Linked DNA regions of Gossypium hirsutum: region 1 is linked to region 2. The links are chromatin contacts, called in public Hi-C maps. All regions are on one chromosome and are shown on one strand. The core of a region is the stretch at or near the end of the contact, and the rest is flanking DNA. Distances in the headings are between cores, read along the strand shown. Region 1 holds the start of LOC107913268 (probable prolyl 4-hydroxylase 9). Region 2 holds the start of LOC107913259 (probable protein phosphatase 2C 63).

Region 1 (6,612 bases), core at 345-2,844, 180 kb before region 2:
AATTTAAAACCATAATAACAAGTACTATATTAAAAAAAAATGAGACTTGAGTGATGATTGATGAAATGGAAAAAGAAAATAGTCAAAAGAGGAATAGAAAATGATCTGGTGTCCCATCCAACACTGATTTGAGTTTGACATGGGAAGAAAAACATTTAGGGCTTCTTTCTTTCTTTTCTTTTTTTTTTAATTTTTATTTATTTATTAGTTTAAAAATATATAGATGTATTATGATTTTAAGTTCACTATAATAATTTGTATAAATCCAACTAAGTTTAAGTCTATTCTTTAATTTTTATATTTCGAACTCATATAATACATTCGGTGGCCGACCGAATTATTAATGCCCCTAAAAATACAGAGAGAAAAAGCAGCAGAAGCAAGGACATAACATACCCTTTGGCTCTTTTGGGGACCGTATTGTTCGACAGGGAACGCATCAAGATGTGAATCGTACTTTTGTCCCAACTCATAGCGCAGAACATTAAAATGCTAAAACCATGACATTGATCCCCCCAACAACGTAAGACCAATTAACCAAAGCTGGTCTGAAAGAGACAAAGAGGGAAGCAGTAAATATTGTTTTCAAGTTACCTCATAGTGAGTCCTTGGAAGCTTTGTAGCCTTTGCTATTTTCTCTTCAATGGCGTCCAAAACTCCAGTAGGATCGTCAGAAACACTAAGAAACGTGCCCATACTGTGTTTTAACATGGAAGTTTTAGCTTAGCTATGTAAAAAAAAAAGCATTGTTACAACAAACAACATCAAACAGTTAGCGTACCTACAAAGTTGGAACCCCAACATACCTTGTTCTAACATCCTGTGGACCTTCTGATTCCCCTTTCCGCAAAGCTAATTTGGAAGGTGCAAGGTATGGTTTTGCCAAGTTAATTATATGTTGGCATTGCTCCAGAGTTGCGAATTTCGGAAAATAAAAAGCACGTGGCCTCCAACTTATAACCTGCAATGAATCAGATGATGAAACATCATAAAGATAAGAATGATTTACGATGAATATCGACAACGAAACCCAACCTGAAAAGGAATAACAGAAATAGAATCATCTCCAGTTTTTCCATGTCCCATCAACTCATACTCCACTGAATTAAGCAGCTGCCTCCCTCTCTGCCTTACTCCAGAAACCTACTTCCAAACAATCGGATTAAACAAAAAGATGAAAACAACATTAAAGAATTATATGAGGAAAAGAAAAGATCACCTGAGAGCGAAGGCTTGAACAAAGGAAGCCAAAAACGAAGAAGAAGCAACAGAAAACAATAACAGCAGGAAAATCAAGCTTTGTTTTGGTAGTGTTCCAGTGCCAGTAAGCTTTGCCTTTGGCTTTAGCTTTAGGAGTATAATCAGAGGTTGACATTTCTGAAAGACTAAAAGCTACGTTGTTGTTTGTAGGGTTGCAGGAAACAGGGCGGGAGTTTTTTCATTTATAAAATTGAGAAAGTAGAATTTCCAGAAATAGTAATGAATGGGAATGCATGGAAATGAAATTAAAGCCGATCTGTACGTAGATTTGTGTTTGTAATCTGTTTGTTTAGCCAACGGGATTTTGGTTTGGGTCAATAGGATAGGATTATGAATAGTAAAGACATTAATTTTGGATTGAAATAAGTGTTTCTGAATTTAATTAATATTATTTCAAAGTCAACTCAGAAATGATATCTATGATACTATGTGCTGCACAAAGATTCCCAGCCAACCCAGCACACTCTCATTGGACTTTTTACCCTTCAAATCCGTCAAATTAAACCACAGAAAGTAGCAGGCAACAACGCTCTCTGTTCTATTGCAACGGGTACTTGAAAATTTTGTTTATTTACAATTTACATCCCTCAAACATTGACTTAATTCATGGCTCCTGATTTGGAGTTGGATTGAAACCATAAAACCATGCAGAACACCCAAATGGGCTGCGGAAAGAAAAACATGTCAAAATTCAATCAACTTTTCATGATGGCCCATGCTACACTGGCAATTCAAATTTTAAAGTAACAATTAATTATTAATTTTAAAATATTTATATTATCAATATAATAATTAATTTTATTTTGAATTTAAGGATAATACAATTTAAACTCATCCTATCAAAACATAAATTTTATATTTTGAGTTAATTGTACCAGACATCTTCAAACTATGGTTATTATTTTAAATTAGTCCTTAAATTTCAAAATGTTCTAATTATGTTCCCGAATTATCGATGTTATATCAAGTCCTTCCATTATTGGAACTGCTAATTCAACCATTAAATGACATGTAAAATCTCATGTGACATAATTTAAAATGAAAATTTTAAATAAAAGTAAAATGTTGTCGCATATCTTTCAAAATTAAAAGCTAAAAATAAAGTAGAACTGGTAGGGGTGTGCATAATTCGGGTAAAACCGAAAAAATTTGGTTAACCGAATGAATTTGGTTAATCGGTCGGTTAACCGAATTTTTTCGGTCGGGGGTCGGTTAATTTTTTTATGATTTTTTGGTTAACTGTTAATTCGATTTGAAACCGGTCGGTTAACTAAATTTTTTCGGTTAACCGAAAAAATTAATAAATAAAATTATCCAACCAAACCCAATTACCCAACCCAATTACCAACCTAACCCAATTATTCGGTTAACCGAAAAGATTAATAAATAAAATTATCCAACCAAACTCAATTACCCAACCCAATTACCAACTCAATCCAATTATCCAACTCAATAAAACTAAGCCCCGTTCTCCTATGCTTAAGTGATGGGCTTTTATATGAAAAAACACTTTTCCATCAAAAGCAGTAAAGAACCCATTTCATTTAGAACTAAAATTTTAACTTATTGCAAGTGCTTTTCAGCAAATGAAAAGCAGAAATATTTAGCTTTTCCAGCTAAAAAGAACTTTTGGATTGTTCTTTTACATTTTTAGCCACACCACACGTTTGTTCTTCTCTGCTGGTTCTTCTCTGCTGGTTCTTTTTTGCTGGTGCTGGTGTTCCTGACGGCTACCCTTTTTCCTCCAAATTTTGTTCTCTGCTGGTTCTCTGCTGGTGCTGGTGTTCCTCTACTTGTTGGTTCTTTGTTCCTCTTCTCCACTTCTCAAAAGCCTCTGGTTCTTTGTTCCTCTTCTCCCCACCACAGGTGAGTTTATCTTCTTCTTTTTTCGTCTGGGTAACTCTATTTTTTTCACATTTCTTTTACTGCTGGTGATGTCTTGGGAAATTCTGAATATTTTTTTTATTTTTTCCTTATTTATGAGGTTATTGAGAAAAATATAGACATTGAAGGAATAAAAGAGAGAAACCAATTGATTTTTATATTATTCTAAATTGATTTATTAATAATTTGATTCGGTTTGAGTACTCTTTGGTTCTAGACTACTGAATTTCTGCTTTCATTGACGTGATTGTTGCTCCTCAACTCTGTTCCACCATTGAATTGCAACTTCAAAACTAGAACTTTTCTAGGTTCAACCGTAGGTTTTCACTTAAAATAAACTTCTACCATGACTTCCAATCCTAATATTCTTCAACGTGTACCTTCCCATGAAAATTATCCACTTTTTATCTTCACTCATCGACCACTCAATTCTAGGGCTCTTCCAATTCATCTCTTGCAAAATCTATGAAGACAAGGGTTATAAGTGGAACCTCCATTAGTGCCCATTTGAATATCCACGTCATTTTGTTGTCACAAAGCTTGTATTATCTACAACAATTCTTCAGTCTGCACCTCATCTTGAACACTGGGCATCCAATCATAGCTTTAAAAACAATTTCTAACATAAGCTTTGATGCCTATTTGATGGAAATTAAGAAAATATGATGAATCGACAAGGATTATATATTATCTTTATTAAAACTCTATTAATGATAATAAATCTATTACGAAAAATTATATTAATCCTCTAATAAAATATTTATACGAAAAAACTCCATTTACTATGCAATGGAAAATTTTTCCATGTTTTTGAGCAAGAAGTTTTACCCAAAATATTTATATGAAAAACTCCATTTACTTAAGCAAAAGTTGCTTCTTTTATCTTTCTCTTTCTTTGTTGAGTAGCATTGTCGGTTCTGTTGGTTATTTTAATATTATACCTATATATAACACTAATGTGTATATTCTACTATTATTATTAATTAATGGTGGGAGAGTGTATCAAAATGGAGTCACCCATAATATTTTTTAAATAGTTAATTGATACAAAAAATAGATGTTTCCCTTAGAATAAGGACATACATATCTTTTACTGTTATTTTTTCATGCATATAGTTAAAATTTTGATACATATGTAAACAAATATACTTATGTGACATTTGATTTTCTTGATTGCTTTATTGGCTGAAACGAATCTGTTCGTATACACAATAGATGAGTACTTCAGCGGTTGAAGTTAGTGATGAAAAAGTGAAAGCAATGTGGGATAAGAGATTAACTGAAATATTTTGTGATGTTTGTATTAAAGAGATATTGAAAGGCAATAGGCCTGGTACTCATTTCACAAAAGATGGATGGTTGAAAATAATGACCACCTTTGAGAAAGAAATGAGCAAGGGTTTTTCACAAAGACAACTTAAAAATAGGTGGGATGCCCTAAAAAAGAATAGAAAGCTTGGAAGAAACTTAAAGGCGAAGATACTGGTCTAGGGTGGAATCCTATAAAAAGAACTGTTGATGCATCAAATGATTGGTGGGAGAGTAGGCTCCAGGTACATTAATAATTCTGAATATTTTTATTTTTTTCCTTATTTATGAGGTTATTGATAATTACTGTTATTAAACTATCATTTTATATGTAGGTTGTGCCTGAAGCTAAAAAATTTAGAACATTGGGCATTGATCCTGAATTCGAAGCGAAGTTGGACCAAATGTTCATGGGGATAGTTGCAACAGGTGATAAAGCATGGGCACCTTCTTCTGGTACACTCCGTATTGATTTTTTTGAGGATGTTAACAACGAAATACCTGAAGAGAATGAAGAAGAAAATATGAGAAATAATGTTCACATTTTAAATGATGTTCACATTTCAAATGATGTTCACATCTCAAATGATGTTCAAATTGATGAAAACGGTTAAAAAAGAAAAAAAACCCTGAGATATCAAGTTCACGTTTTAAAACTGGAATAAAGAAATCCTCAAAGCAAATTGGAGGGGCTGCAAGATTATCTAGTCAAATAGAAAAATTATGCAGTGCAGCTGACAATATGAGTCAAGCCACATCTAGTTTGACTCTTGTTATATATCCATATGGTATTCCACAAGCAGTCAAAATGCTTGATAGCATGTCGGAAGAAGTTCTAGAAGCTAGTCCGCTATACTTTTTCGCACTTAAATTACTGCTCAATAAGGACAAGCGAATTATTTTTTTATCAATTAATCCCAAGATTAGAGCTTTGTGGCTTAAGACTGAAATGGAGGATAGTTGAAAATTTTCTGATCTTCTAAGGTTCAAAGATATCTATTATGTGACTAGCTGACAATGCTAACTAGTTTTATCAATAGTTATTTATGTTTTGTTTTTGGATATTGAATTTATGTTCTACTTATTTATGTGTAATCTAGTTTTATTAATAGTTGTTTATGTTTGGTCTTTAGATATTGAATTTATGTTCTACTTATTTTTATTAAATTAGTTTTATCAATAGTTGTTTATATATGATTTTACAATGTAAATTTATTCACAGGTGATGAGTATAGTTGACGATTGCAGCGGTGATGAAAGTGATGAAGAAAGAGAAAAGAAAGAGATTTTACAACGCATAGAATGTTTTAACTGATTATTTGTTGTTGCATCTTCTTCCGTGCAATTATATTACGAGAAGTATATATTGAGGCAACCATGCATGGATTCAAAACAGTCAGGTGAGACATAGATCCGAGAGATCCTTGATGGTCACGAATCACGTTGTATGATTAATTTTAGGATGTCTAAAATGGTATTCACAAGTTTGTTGAGAGTTTTGGAGACAAGATACAACTTGCAAACTTCAAGAAACATATCTTCTAGTGAAATGTTGGGAATTTTTTTTATACATCTTGGGCACCGGAGCAAAAGTTTCCCAATGTCGAGAAAGATTTCAAAGATCTGGATCAACAATAAGTCGACACTTTGCAATTGTGCTTGATAAAGTTTCAAGGATGACCACTGATCGAATTGCACCTGAAGATCCTTTTTTTAGCTCAATACCCGAACAAATACGTAAAGATTCTAGATATATGCCGCATTTTAAGGTTAAAATTTAATTTTATATTATTATAGCTTGATATATTTGGTCAACTAAAAATATGCACGAGAGTAATATGATTATTTGTTTAGGATTGCATAGGTGCAATTGATGGTACTCACATTGCGGCTATTCTTCCACCAAATGAACAAATTCCCTATATTGGAAGAAAAGGTATCCCGACTCAAAATGTTATGGCAGTATGTGATTTTAATATGTGTTTCACATTTGTCATGGCTGGATGGGAAGGATCGGCACATGACACTAGAATATTTCTTGATGCAATTCGAGATCCAAAATACAAATTTCCGCACCCACCAAATGGTTAGATATTTTATTTATATGTGATTTTTTAAATAATAAAGTATAATTTCTTTAATTGATAATTTTTATAAAAA
Region 2 (6,391 bases), core at 2,046-4,545:
TTTAAGGCCTAACACATGGTCGTGTGGCTCATCTCAGTGCCTCACACGGTCTATCACACGGCCAGGCACACAACTGTGTGATTCAAGTCAGAGAGGTACATGGTCAGACACACGGCTTAACACATGCCCGTGAGGCTCAAGTCAGAGAGTTACATGGTCTAGACACACGCTTGTGTCATTAGCTCGTCTGACTCACAATCAAAACAGTCTCTCACACGGCTTGGACACACACCCATGTCACATATCCGTGTGACCCAAGTCAATGTCTTACACAGCCTACCACACGGCTTGGCACACGACTGTGTGGCTCACACGGTCTACCACACAGCCTGACACACGACCGTGTGGAGTCGACAACCATGATTTTCAGCTTTCATCGTTCGCAAAATCTCGAGTTTTTGTTACACACCTGATACGGTTTCAATACAGAAGCAACACAGACAACTCCGAAACCTAAAAACGACAATCAATTGTCCAATTAATCGATTAAATCGAACCAAAATGTTGAATTAACACCGAACCAGAATTACGTCGAAGAACTTCGACGCAAAACCTCAAATCGCAAAGATAAACACTTACCCTTACGTGAAATGACGATAAGAGAACTTAAATTGTGGAATAACCTTGATTCACAACTTCTATGCCTAAAGAGAAACAAGCCAAAAACTTAACAAGAAGTTCAAAACGGAACGGAAAAAAACCCTAACAAGAAACAAACAAAAATCAAGCAATAATAGAATAAAACAACAACAGAACTTGCACTATTATCCTGTCAATCGAATAAAGAACAACCCAAATCCTCGACAAATCCAGCAGCCAGATTAATAAAGAAAGGAAAGGAAAGAACAAAAAAAAAGAAAAAAGAACAACGATGGTAATGGAAGAAAAGGAAAGAAGAACTTTGAAACGTAAAAACAATAAAAAGAGGGATTTTGGAAAAGAAAATCAATATTAATAATTCAAAAATAAGATTGATTTCACAAAATAGCAAAACATTTCTTTATCACATACATAGGATTCAAACACAAAATCAAAGGGTATATATATAGAAGCTTAACCATTGAACCAACAAACTCATTCTTTTCCAACAGTAAGACTTAAACCTACGACCTCAAACATACAAACAAGACACTTAATAACTGAAAGCAAATAATTAATCATTAAAAATTTTTAACAAACGAAAGCTCAAATTTTAGAGAGTTACACAAACAAAGTTTCAAAAACAAAAAAATTTAATTTGTTGTTGTCCATCGTTAGATCATCGTGTACATAAAATATTTTACTACCCTCAACCTCCTCTACATCCCCACTGCTTGGATCTTTAAGAGGTCAACCTGAACCTCCTAAAGCTGAAGCTTTTGGAGCTGCTTGGCAAGGAAATATTGAAATATGTTTTACTAGAAAGAAATGGAGGAAGATGCACATCTATTATTGAAGCTGCTATTCAATTGCTTAAGAGAACCTACAGGGAAAATAATTTCTCTAGGTAAAATAGCACTGTATCAGTACTATAGGCATGATTTATTATTCCTTATGTTTTTGTTTTCATCCCGTTTGACGAATAGATAATTCTCAACTCTGACTTTCTATAGGTCGAAAGGTATGCATATTATGTATAATTAGAAACCAAGTTGTAAAGGATTAATAATTTTCTATCTTTTTTTTACTTCTTCTTTGGATGATGACAGGTATCTATTCTCTCTAATGTTTTGAACTGAAGAAATGAAACAATGCTGCAAATTTGAGTAGCAGTAAGAAATTGAGCCCTTTTCATTGCTTTTCCTCTTACCTTCTTAGTTCATCACAAAATTATTCAAGTCTAAATTAGATAATGAAAGCAGAACAGTAAAATTTCAGATAAGCCATTAGAGTTGAAAATCTGGATTTTCTAATTTAGAATAAAAAGATAAGGAAAAAAGTTTATTACAATAGAAAAGTTTTATTTAATATTTTTATATTAAAAAAGAAAAAAGAAAAGGGAAATATTTATGGAAGTCCCTCCTCCTTAATTCTTCAGCTTTTCTCCTTTGGCCCACCGTGATGCGTGGCACTCTTTCAGTGGTCCACATGTCAATATGTGTCAAAATTTAACGCCTTAGATTGGAGGATGAAAAGGCTGGATGGAACAAAAGTACAGATAACATATCAATACAAATTAAAAAGTACATGTACCACATTGACAATTTTGTTAAAGCTTTGGGGTAAATCTTATAATTATCCCATTTGTTTTTAAATGAAATCTTAAAGAATTATCAGCGGGCTAGGCCTTCATAGTAATTTAAATTGGAAATTGTGTGTAAAAAAATTTGAAGAGTGTTTTGCTAAATTAGTTGTATTTTAATTGAATCAAGCCAAACATATTGAAGAACATAGAAATAAGCAATCAAATCAAACTTACATGTCCTTGCCTCCAAAGTTTAATGCAGTCATTTCTTTCCTCCCCACATTTGCTTGTTCATCAGAAGGAATAGTGAAAATAATAAAAATATACAAAGGTAAGGTGCCGTGTCACATTCCATTAGTATTTTTCGAAAAATTTAACCAAAGCTCATAGTATAATGATAAAGATATCTTTTGTTGATATGAAAATGATCTCCTAATTAAAGATTAGATTTTTAAGTTAGATGAATGGCAAAATTCCTACCCTGCTTTACGAAAAACTTAAAGTAGGGCAATTTCAACAAAAATGGGGCCCAAGTCAAAATTGTTTATTGTTTTAACCCCTCCCACTTGGGCAAGGAACTCTATTTTTTTCCATACAAGATATCCTCGTTCCATGTAAATGTGACATGTGCTATGTTTCATTACAACTGTTTGACTTCGTGAGTTGGTGATATGTTTTAGACATCAGCATATGTAAGTGTTAAACACGGCAATGAAATTCTCTTTTTGTCATCAAAATTCACATAAATTAGTCAAAAATCAAGACCTTAAAGTCAAGCAAGCCTTCAATTATGGAAATAAAAAGAGGGGTGAAACTACTCTCTCTTTCTTTCCTTCATACTCGGCGTTTCCATTTCCATGTTTCTCTTTCTTTTTTTCTTTTAACAAGAAAAGAAACGACAAAGGAAACAGATTAACTTTTTTTAAAAAAACAAACAAATAAATATTACAGTGATTAGAAAATTAGATTTTGTCTGAATGAAATTTTTAAAAAAATATTTAGTGATATATTTTAACTAAATTGTTATTTGATGGACTTGTAAGATTAGCTGTAATTAAGTTACGGGTGAAGGTATATTCATATAATGTCCAAATAAAACAACGGGAAAAACAGTATTGGAAGATCAACAAATTCATAGAAAATAAATATAGTATGGAGAGGAATAGGTAGGGCAAAAGAAAAGCATAAAAAAACATGGGATTCATGGGAGTGTGAAACTAAAGAAAGAAAGCAGAAGATAGATCTGGAGGCAACGCGTTAGTTTGTAAAGGAATTGGATTCTGTGTAGCTGACATCCACTGGATAAGTTCTCCCAACAAATACGTCAATCCCCACTTTTCTTTTTCTCTTATTTGATTAACCGTTTACTTTGAACCCTTCCAAATTTCAACCGTCCTTCTGTCCTGTTTCGAACTCCCATTACACTTATAACATAAAGGAAAAAGAAACACAAAATACTATAATCTCATTTTTATCATACATTTCACAACTCCACTTCCTGGAAATATCCACTGCTGTTTTCTTTCCCCAAAGAAATCCCATTGTTTTTATTTAGAGATTCCTTGTACAACTTTTCTTGTTTCTCAAAGAAGGTCCAAGTTGAGTCAGAGAGGATGTTGGAGATGTGCACAAGGCCGTTAGAGATGTGCTTTGGAGGAGGTGGAGGTGGAGGCGATGAGCTCTTATGGCATATGGATTTGAAGCCCTACGTTTCTGGGGACTATTCCATAGCAGTTGTTCAAGCCAATTCCTCTTTGGAAGATCAAGGTCAGGTGTTTACTTCCCCTTCCGCCACTTACGTCGGCGTCTACGACGGCCATGGTGGACCTGAGGCTTCCCGTTTCATCACTCAACATTTGTTCCCTTTTCTTCATAGTAAGTTCTTCTTTCTTGGGTTTCTTTTTCAACCTTGAAGGTACAATCATACAAGTAAACGAACCTTGGCCTTTGATCAATTTATATACAGCAGAAATAGAGATTCATTTTGTTTTTTGCTTTTGGTTGGTTCAATTGTGGCAGAGTTTGCATCAGAGCATGGGGGGTTATCGGCAGAAGTAATAAAGAAAGCCTTTGATGCTACTGAGGAGGAGTTTCTGCACTTAGTGAAACGATCGTGGCCAGCCAGGCCACAAATCGCTTCTGTTGGTTCCTGTTGTCTTGTTGGGGCAATTGCAAACGATGTTTTATATGTGGCTAATCTTGGTGACTCAAGGGCGGTTCTTGGCCGGAGAGTGTCTCCAAATGGACCTAATAATCAAGTGGTGGCCGAACGGTTATCAACCGATCATAATGTCGCCGTTGAAGAGGTGAGGAAGGAGGTTGTGGCGCTCCACCCCGATGATTCTCATGTTGTGGTGTATAACCATGGAGTTTGGCGGATAAAGGGCATAATTCAGGTACCAAATTCTCGAATTCCCCTCTGTTTCTCTAGTCAACGGCCTCAGTGTTTTGATAGTTAATACCGTAAAGTAACAATAGCAATTGCAATGTTGGACTATTTTTTATTAGTGTTTGACCCGCAGCTTGATGAGCTTTTGATCTGCTTAATGTTAGCCAGGTGAAATTTTAGGTTCTCTTCAGTAAATTGCAATCCAAATGGCCAGTTCCTTGGCTTCTAACTCTTTAGGTTATGTCTCCAAATACCAATTAAGATTGGGGTGAACACCCTTTCTTAAACAGAAGAAATAAACCTTTTGAGCTAGCATTATTTAGGCATGTTTTGCAGATATGAAGACCTTGATCCTTTGTGAGGTTCCAATGGCCTCTCTTATATTACCAACTGTTTATGCTTTCTTAGCCTATTGTTCATATCATGTAGTTTTAACTGTTTCTTTGAATATTATGATATGTCAAATGTGAGTATTTCTTTCCAAATAATGTGAGTATTTTTTACTATAGTTGTTCCAAGAAAGTAAAAAGATGATTGAGTGAGATTTCATGGTTTAACTAAGTTGGTTCATCTAACTATCTAGTTGGTTGGGTTCAAATCCGAGCGTTACAACTCATCCGTCTGTCCCGGATTGCGACCCCCTTTGTGCCCAAAACGGAATATATTAGTAGATGTAATGAATACAAAAGTGGATAAAGTGATATATGAATCAGAACCCGGAATGCATATGATAAGTGGTGGATGAACATTTATATCCAGTATGTGTTGCTTGTGACTGCAATGCCTCAACCTTGCTGAGATTTTGGTATACGCCATGTGTCACAAATAAACTGAATACCAAAAAGATTTCAGTTTCGGGACCATTCTCGTAGACTTAAATGAGTCACTTGGTATCTCTTACTTCACTACAACTTTATGATCTGTAAATGTGATTACTTCATTTCTGGAAATTTGCAGCATGTGATTTATAAGAAGGCTTTTGTCTAAAACTTTTACGTCTCTTTCAGGTCTCAAGATCCATCGGAGATATGTATCTGAAGAAACCTGAGTTCATTCAGCAGTTCGGTTTACCGATTCCTTTGAAAAGGCCTGTAATGACTGCAGAACCATCTATATTAAGTCGGAAGTTGAAACCTCAGGATCTGTTCTTGATTTTTGCATCTGATGGGCTTTGGGAGCAATTAAGTGATCAAGTAGCTTGTGAGATTGTTCTGAAAAGTCCTAGAGTTGTAAGGCTCCCCATCCTAATAAAATAGTTTCATGTCCTTCTCGTTTTATGACTTCTTACATTATTTGTCACTTTCGATGTTTAATAAATACGGTCTCATATCAATAGGGAATAGCAAGGCGACTGGTACGAGCTGCGGTTCAGGAGGCAGCAAAGAAAAGAGAAATGAGATACGACGATATTAAAAGGATTGAAAAAGGAGTAAGACGCCATTTCCACGATGATATCACCGTTATAGTCATATACTTGGATCATCCGTTGAGTTCTTCAAATGGTAGATTCAAGGAGGACGATTTTATCGACTGCACTAGTGCCCCTGTTGATATCTTCTCGCTCAATGTCGATGAAGCTGATGATTAGTTTCCTTTCCCCCATCATGTGAATGAACAAAAAATATGAATGTGACATAGATTAAATCCTGTTGGACGACCAGTGACGAGAAGAAAATGGGAATTTGAAATAATATGCTCATCCAAGGTTGCTGTACATAGTTGTTTTTGTCACTTCCATGGGTGCCAAATTGAAGCAACTGCTCACTTCCCTGCTTGGTTTTTGTTGGTCATCTTAAATACTTCCCCCCCTCCGTAGGAGTTTACTATGCATAAAATTT

The links. Hi-C and Micro-C count contacts between places; a contact is called where the count stands out from the background.
Region 1: a Hi-C map of leaf shows a contact between it and region 2, with 2.0 times the contacts expected there. The contact joins the promoter of LOC107913268 here to the promoter of LOC107913259 in region 2. A contact is called at or near these places in 2 of 34 Hi-C or Micro-C datasets (both in leaf).

What each region holds. Positions count from the first base shown.
Region 1 is chrD11:27,586,285-27,592,896 of Gossypium_hirsutum_v2.1, reverse strand. LOC107913268 (probable prolyl 4-hydroxylase 9) reads right to left here and starts at 1,594. Exons shown (of 8, transcript XM_016841799.2): 1 at 1,220-1,594; 2 at 1,036-1,143; 3 at 807-961; 4 at 595-697; 5 at 397-492. The coding sequence starts at 1,375. It overlaps LOC107913265, which reads left to right and starts at 2,769. Exons shown (of 6, transcript XR_001688455.2): 1 at 2,769-3,126; 2 at 4,454-4,697; 3 at 4,788-4,881; 4 at 5,675-6,221; 5 at 6,307-6,538.
Region 2 is chrD11:27,412,932-27,419,322 of Gossypium_hirsutum_v2.1, reverse strand. LOC107913259 (probable protein phosphatase 2C 63) reads left to right here and starts at 3,295. Exons shown (of 4, transcript XM_016841787.2): 1 at 3,295-4,039; 2 at 4,184-4,560; 3 at 5,561-5,782; 4 at 5,890-6,391. The coding sequence starts at 3,778. The coding sequence ends at 6,141.